Linked DNA regions of Sus scrofa: region 2 is linked to region 1. The links are chromatin contacts, called in public promoter capture Hi-C maps. All regions are on one chromosome and are shown on one strand. Each heading gives the region's core, a stretch centred on a gene start, on an enhancer-like site or on the middle of the called end of the contact. The rest is flanking DNA. Distances are from core to core; before and after follow the strand shown. Region 1 overlaps LOC110261038 (a long non-coding RNA gene). Region 2 holds the start of MYADM (myeloid-associated differentiation marker).

Evidence for each region. Promoter capture Hi-C pulls out the DNA fragments that hold promoters and counts their contacts.
Region 2: a contact with region 1 is called in a promoter capture Hi-C map of fetal liver, with 1.8 times the contacts expected there. The contact joins the promoter of MYADM here to the enhancer-like site in region 1. A contact is called at or near these places in 4 of 5 promoter capture datasets (fetal liver, fetal skeletal muscle, liver and 1 more), 29 of 47 Hi-C or Micro-C datasets (adipose tissue, alveolar macrophages, blood and 14 more) and 2 of 2 datasets of contacts at active chromatin or transcription factors (alveolar macrophages and skeletal muscle).

Annotation. Positions count from the first base shown.
Region 1 is chr6:56,100,349-56,103,800 of Sscrofa11.1, forward strand. All of the region lies in intron 2 of LOC110261038 (a long non-coding RNA gene), which reads right to left. Among named protein-coding and RNA genes, the nearest start is that of CACNG6, 49 kb to the right of the region's middle. Within about 2 kb of position 2,068, at least 1 of the 83 cell types and tissues checked has an H3K27ac peak or open chromatin away from gene starts, as enhancers often do. A contact at or near this core is called in fetal liver, where this site is marked.
Region 2 is chr6:56,276,700-56,280,402 of Sscrofa11.1, forward strand. MYADM (myeloid-associated differentiation marker) reads right to left here and starts at 1,878. Exons shown (of 6, transcript XM_021094908.1): 1 at 1,581-1,878; 2 at 1,052-1,178.

The DNA of each region.
Region 1 (3,452 bases), core at 818-3,317:
TTTTTAAACCACTTTCACAGCTTTTGGATCTGGAAAAGCAAGATGGGATGGTTAATGGGGTCCTCTCCATCTTTGACCTGCTGCGCCTCTGAGGTCATACGTCCTCCAGCTGGCATGGGTTTGCCCAAGGGAGGGGCCCAGCCAGCATCTCTTTGGAAAGAGTTCTGCATGTTGGAGGGGGCCTGTTTCCTAGCAAGCTCTGCAGCTTGTGGCTTTGCCTTTGCTGACTGAGTCGCATCAATATTAAATACATTGAAAGACAGTGAGTGGAGCCAGGGGATGGGGGGCCAAAAGCCGAGAGGCTTCCTGACCCTTGGGGCCCTAGCCCATCCCTGATTCTCCCACGTCCTCTCTTTCTCCCTCAGGCGTGTCTGTCTCTCTGCCCTCAGTCTGTGTGTGCATTTGCATCTACAAATATAACTGTGTTTGTGTGTGCGTGCACACGCGTGTGTGTTGGGCCGGAGGACTCAAGGGGAGGACGGAAAGGAAAGGACAGAGAGTGGTCAGGATGCTTGGAGGAAGGGAAAGAGGAGCCAGGCTCTGGATTTACATGGACGGCGAACATGATAAATTGGAGTCGGGGCTCGGCTCTCTGAAGTCACACATACAGACACACAGACACACACAGACACACACACACACACACACACACACACACACAGTGTATTAGTCTCCTTCACCTGCTGCAATACAATACCAAGGACTGGATGCTTTATTTATTTATTTATTTATTTTTTGTCTTTTCTAGGGCCGCTTCTGGTGCATATGGCGGTTCACCAGGTTAGGGGTCTAATGGGAGCTGTAGCCGCTGGTCTACACCACAGCCACAGCAACTCAGGATCCAAGCTGTGTCTTCGACCTACACCACGGCTCACGGTAACACCATGATCTTTAACCCGCTGAGTGAGGCCAGGGATTGAACCCACAACCTCATGGTTCCTAGTCGGATTCGTTAACCACTGTGCCACGACGGGAACTCCAAGGACTGGATGCTTTAAACCACAGATGGGTGTTTTCTCAGCTCTGGAGGCTAGAAGCCCAAGAGCAAGGAGGTGGCCAGTAGAGTCTCTGGTTGAGAGCCGTCCCCCTGGCTTGCAGATGGCCCCCTGATCCCTGTGTCCTCACGTGACCTTTCGTCCACAGGACACTCATCCTGTGGATCAAAGCCCCACCCTTACGACCTCACTTAGCGCTACCGACTTCCTTGGAGGTCCCGCCTCCACATACGACCGCGCTGGAGGTTAGAGCTTCAACATCATGAATTTCAGGAGGACACCAACATTTTGTCCATCACACACACACACACACACACACACACACACACACGCACACACACGTGATCCTGTAAGACATCCACCAAAAGAACTACCCAGAGCCTCTACACACATGCAATCACACACAACACACATTCTCGTGGGCTGCGTTTTGTCCCCTCACCGCCCCCCGCCCAAATCCATACCTTTAAGTCCCAAACCCCCTAGTATCCCAGAACGTGGACTTAGATGCAGAGGGGTCACTGCACATTCATTAAAAGGATGAGGTCATTGTGGAGCAAGACAAGCTTGCGTCCCATGTGGCTGGGTCCTTGGGAAACGGGGGAATGTGGACACAGAGACACGCACAGGGAGGGCGCTGCATCGTCTGAAGATGAAGGCAGGAGTTCCCGTTGTGGAGCAGTGGTTAACGAATCCGACTGGGAACCATGAGGTTGCGGGTTCAATCCCTGGCATTGCTCAGTGGGTTGAGGATCCAGCGTTGCCTTGAGCTGTGGTGTAGGTCACAGACGCGGCTCGGATCCCCTGTTGCTGAGGCTCTGGTGTAGGCCGGTGACTATAGCTCTGATTAGACCCCTAGGCTGGGAACCTCCATGTGCTGCGGGAGTGGCCCTAGAAATGGCAAAAAGACCAAAAAAAAAAAAAAAAGATGAAGGCAGAAGTTGGGGTGCTGTGGTTATAAGCTGAGAACTGCCAAAGCTTCCCAGAGAATGACCAGAAGTCAGGAGAGAGGCGTGAAACGCAAGGAACCAACACCCTCCCCCCACAACAAATGTGGACTTTGGACGTCTGTCCTCCAGAACTGGGACAGCACAGCTTTCTGCTGTGTTGGCTGCCCAGTCTGTGGGATTTGGTTAAAGCAGCCTGAACAGATTAATACAGGGACCTAGGGAGGCAGCAGGAGGCCAGGAGGTGCAGGAGCCTCACCTCCAAGTCCTCAGCATCCGCTCCGCTCTCCCGTCAGAATTTACCAACAAAACACAGAGTCCCCATTAGGAACTTCGCGATGGTGACTGCAGAGCACAGACCCCAAGAACTGTGAGGTCCACTGTGCCCAGGCTGCACGCCCACAAAGCCGGCCCTGCTTGCATCCCAGCTGCAAGCAGAAGCCCCTTGGACTGGGGCCTCTGCAGGGGAACTCACTTTGCTTCCCTTCCTGAGCTGCCCCGCCCCTGGTGGACAAAGCACTGAAGTCACAGCGGGGCTCATCCGTGCCCCTCTGCTCCTCTTGCCTCAGAAGCTACTCTCCTCGGAGCTTGGGGCCCATCTGCCTCACCATGTGGAGGAAGCCTGTCTTCAGTGAAAAACACGAAGATGACTCAGAGCATCAGGAAAAGGAGACGGAGTGTGCCTCCAGCTTGTGTTTTTGGCTCCTAATTGCTTCCAAAACACAGCATCCCTTCCCTTCTTGCAGTTCTCTTATTCAGCCCTGCTGGGGACCTTCTGAGCCAAAGCAAAAAAAACCCCAAAGCCCCAAACAACCCAGCAAAGTCCTTTGCCTCTAAACTAGTCTGAGAAGGCATTTCATTCTGATCCAAGAGTCCTGATGAATAGTATTAAAATCAATGACCCTAATTTAAGATCTCATTTATGGACAATTTCTCGGCATTTATCCTCCTTAAAGTACTATAGTTAAGTCACCAATTTTAATGATTTCCTGACTTTATCTTCTAAAATCACGAATGCGGTAGCAAGTGTAGTCCATCAAATTGTTTTCTTTCTTTTTCTCTTTCTTTCTTTTTCTCTTTCTTTCTTTCTTTCTCTTTCTTTCTTTCTTTCTTGCTTGCTTGCTTGCTTGCTTGCTTTTTAGGGTTGCACCCGTAGCATATGGAGGTTCCCAGGCTAGGGGTTGAACTGGAGCTGTAGCTGCCGGCGCATGCCACAGCCCCAGCCACCCCATATCCAGGATATGTCTGTGACCTACACCACAGCTCATGGAAACACCGGATCCTTAACCCGCTGAGCAAGGCCAGGGATCGAACCCACAACCTCACGGTTCCTAGTCAGATTCATTTCCACTTTGCCACAACGGGAACTCTGGTCACATTGCCTTCTTAACTTGTGTCTTCCACATGGGACATGGCAGGGGAGAGCCCCAGAACTGCAGGGTAAGGACAGTCCTTTGTTTTCAGACAGGGTCGGATATAAGTTTGGGGTTACAGGAGCTACAAAAGTTTT
Region 2 (3,703 bases), core at 628-3,127, 180 kb after region 1:
GTTCTCAGGCTAGGGGGCCAATCGGAGCTGTAGGTGCCAGCCTAGCCACAGCCACAGCAACACAGGATCCAAGGCACATCTTCGACCTACACCACAGGTCACAGCTAGTGGGGTTTTTTTTGTTTTTTTGGTCTTTTTGCCTTTTGAGGGCTGCTCCCGCGGCATATGGAGGTTCCCAGGCTAGGGGTCTAATTGGAGCTATAGCCACCGGCCTGTGCCAGAGCCACAGCAACGCCGGATCTGAGGTGAGTCTGCCACCTACACCACAGCTCACGGCAACGCTGGATCCTTAACCTGCTGAGCAAGGCCAGGGATTGAACCCACAACCTCATGGTTCCTAGTTGGATTCATTAACCACTGAGCCAGACGGGAACTCCTTTTTTTTTAAATAATAAAAAAAAAATCTTGACGAAGTGGGGCTTATTCTAGGAATGCAAAGATGGCCCACATTTGGAGATTATTAAATGAACTTTATCATCCTAACAGAGCTAAGAATAATCACACGATTGTCCCCGGATATACTAAAGGGACACGATGAAATTTAATGTATATGGAGGTTAACACATAATGTAATAGGAATATTTTTAAAATATTGATAGAAGAGTCCCTGCTGTGGTGCAACAGGATCAGCGGCTTCCCTGGAGCCTAGGGACACGGGTTCGATTCCCAGCCCAGCACAGTGGGTTAAGGCTCTGACGTTGCCGCCACCAAGGCAGCCTTGGTCGGAACGGCAGCTCTGATCTGGCCCCTGGCTCAGGAACTTCCATATACCCCGGCGTGGCCAAAAAGGGAAAAAAAAAAAAAAAAAAAAAAAGTTTTTTTAAAGAAATAAAATATTGATAGCCTAAAATTCAAGATCTCAATGAGCAAATGTTAGAAGCTGTGATAAAAATAACCCGAGAATCGGAATTTACATCAGGGCCAAGCCAAGAACCCCCACGATCTTCGCTGCAACCGCACACAGATAACACATCCTCCACAGAGGAGCGGCTGGCCTTGACCATCGCGCCCCCCCTCCCCCCACCGCGAGACACTCTGATCTCCGACTCACCTGCCACGGAAAGTGTTCCGAGGAAGAGACTCCGCTTTCCGTGACTCAGCACTTTCGTTTGCTCAGCGATCTTTGCGTAGCTCCTGCTTTTGGGCACTCGTTCAGGTGCGCGTGCTGTCCCGCTGGGCTGGGACAGAAGAGATCCTGGGGTCAGGGTGACACAGTCTCCCCCACGTTTCTCTTCGTTTCCCTAAAGGGTTCTCGCAGGATCCATAGCTGCGACTTTCTTCCTCCCGACAAATGGGCTTGTTTGAGGAAAACCGAGCCGGGAGCGTAAACCGGTGCCTTTCTCTGCTCCCCCTCCCCCCCGCCCGACTCACTCCAGGGTTGTTAGTCGCCGGGTACTTTTTAATGCGGCCATGAACTAGGAGACAGAGGGAGGGATATTTTCTCAGCTGTTTTCTTTCTCCCCCTTCCTTCCAAACTAAAGCAGTGAATTGCTTGCCCTGCCGTTAGATGCATATACGATCCGGTACCCCCGAAAGCATCTGTTCTCTTAGAGTGGAATCCTTTACCAGAATCCACCTACCCGCGTGGCTTGCTGAGTAGGGCTTGGATCCTTGTTCCGGATCTGAAACACGTGACCACCTTCATCGCCAAAACTGCCACGCAACTTTGGGAACTGTCTTTCCCCTCTGCTCAGAATCACTGGCTTTTAAAAATTAAGAGGTTTTTCGTTCCCCTCCTTCGAGAACAATAGCATCGTTTAACTTGGAGTTTCTTAGAGTGTTACTAAGATATCCCAATTTGGCGACTGTTAAATGGAAGCTAATACCTCTGCTCCTTGAGATTATTCCTAGTTGCTCTCACGTGCTCAGCTGTGCTCAGGCGTGAATCATGTAAAAGGTTGCCCTGGCGACGCTTTGATGAGTTTCACTTCCCGCTGCTGCAAGGCTGGCTTTGTTTTTTTTGCTGCTGTGTTGGCGCGCCCTCTGCTGGGGATACACACGCTCTGCAGTCTCGGGCCCGTCCAGGCTGGACTCTGAGGCAAAGGTCAGAGGTCCCTTTACAAAATTTAACAAGGGGCCCTCTCACCGTACCCTGGGAATATAGTTCCAAGTTTGCTTATGACCATCCATGGAAGCTTCAAGTTTATTAAAAAAAAATGTCCCTTGCCCTGATTGCGCGGCAATTAAGATATAATTATTTCTGATTTGCAGGCCCTGTGAATTATGTAATTGAAGCCTCAGTCTGCTCATAAGTAAAAGCTGACTCCTCAGTTACCTGCTCATTAAACTTTGAGTGGATTCACACGTGGGCGAGAGAGGTTTATTGCAACAGCCAGCTCTGCTCCCAATAGTTTTAAATACAAACTTTGACGTGTTCCTACAAGTACCTGGATGGAAGAGATATCTAAATGCAGCTTTTTTGTGCAGTTTGGCATCTCCCAAACTAGGAAGCATCTTGTCATTGAAGGCATATTACTCTAGGGGTTCAAGCCGGAGTGGCCATAAATACATGGAAGTCACTTAAATGTCCATCAACAGATAAATGGATAAGGAAGACAAGATACATACATAGATGGAATATTACCAGCCAGAAAAAGAATAAAATTTCCCCACTGGCAGCACCATGGATGGACCTAGATCATATCATAGAAAGTGAAGAAAATCAGATTTAAAAGGCTAAATACTATATAATATCACTTACTGTGGAATCTAAAAATGGTACAAATGAATCTATAGAGAAACAGAAACAGACTTATAGCGAACGTATTTATGGTGACAAAAAAGGAAGTTGGCGGGACAAATTATGGGAATGGGAATGGGAATGGGATTAACAGACACACATGGCCATATGTAAAATAAACAAGGATTTACTGCGGAGTAAGGGAACTAAACCTTATCTTGTAATAAATTAAAATGGAAAGGAATAAAAAAAGTCTATATGTATAGCCGAATTCCTTTGCTGAACACCTGACACTAACACAATCTTGTAAATCAAACAGGCTTCAACTGAAAAAAAAAGATTCTTTGGCCACTGCCAATGATGGTCACATCCGCCTGCTGCAAGGCGAAGGCTGTTTCTCCTGCTGTGTTGGCGCGCCATCTGCTGGTGATACCGCTGCAATGCAGGCACCGGCACTGCAGTCTGGTCAGTGAGACAGAAGTCAGAAGTCCCTCTGAAAAATCCACCAAGAGGCCCCCTTCAAGGTCCCCTAGAAAAATCATTCAAAATTTGACTCTCGCCATCCATGGAAGGTCTGACTGAAAAATTCTCTTGCCCTAATTGACTGCTGGGCGATGAGAAAAACGTTTTAATGGTTTGTAGGTACAGTGAATTATGTAATTGAAGCCTCAATCTGCTCATATGTGAAAGCTGACTCCTCAATTACCTCGTGTGCTCATGAACCTCTTGAGTAGATTCACATGTGGGCTTAAAAAACTCTCAGGACAGCGAGCTCTGGTTTCAGTAGCTTTAAATACAAAAAAGAACGTAGAAGTGTTCCTGAAACCAACTAGGTGGTAGGGTTTTCTAAATGCACATTTTGGACACTTCAGCATCTCCCAAACTAGGATGAGTCTTGTCATTGAAGGCACATTATTCTAGGGGTTCAGCAGGAGTGGCCATACAGATATGGATGCTACTTTAATATCCATCAACGGAAAAATGGATACGGAAAATATGGTGTATATATGTAGATGGAATTTT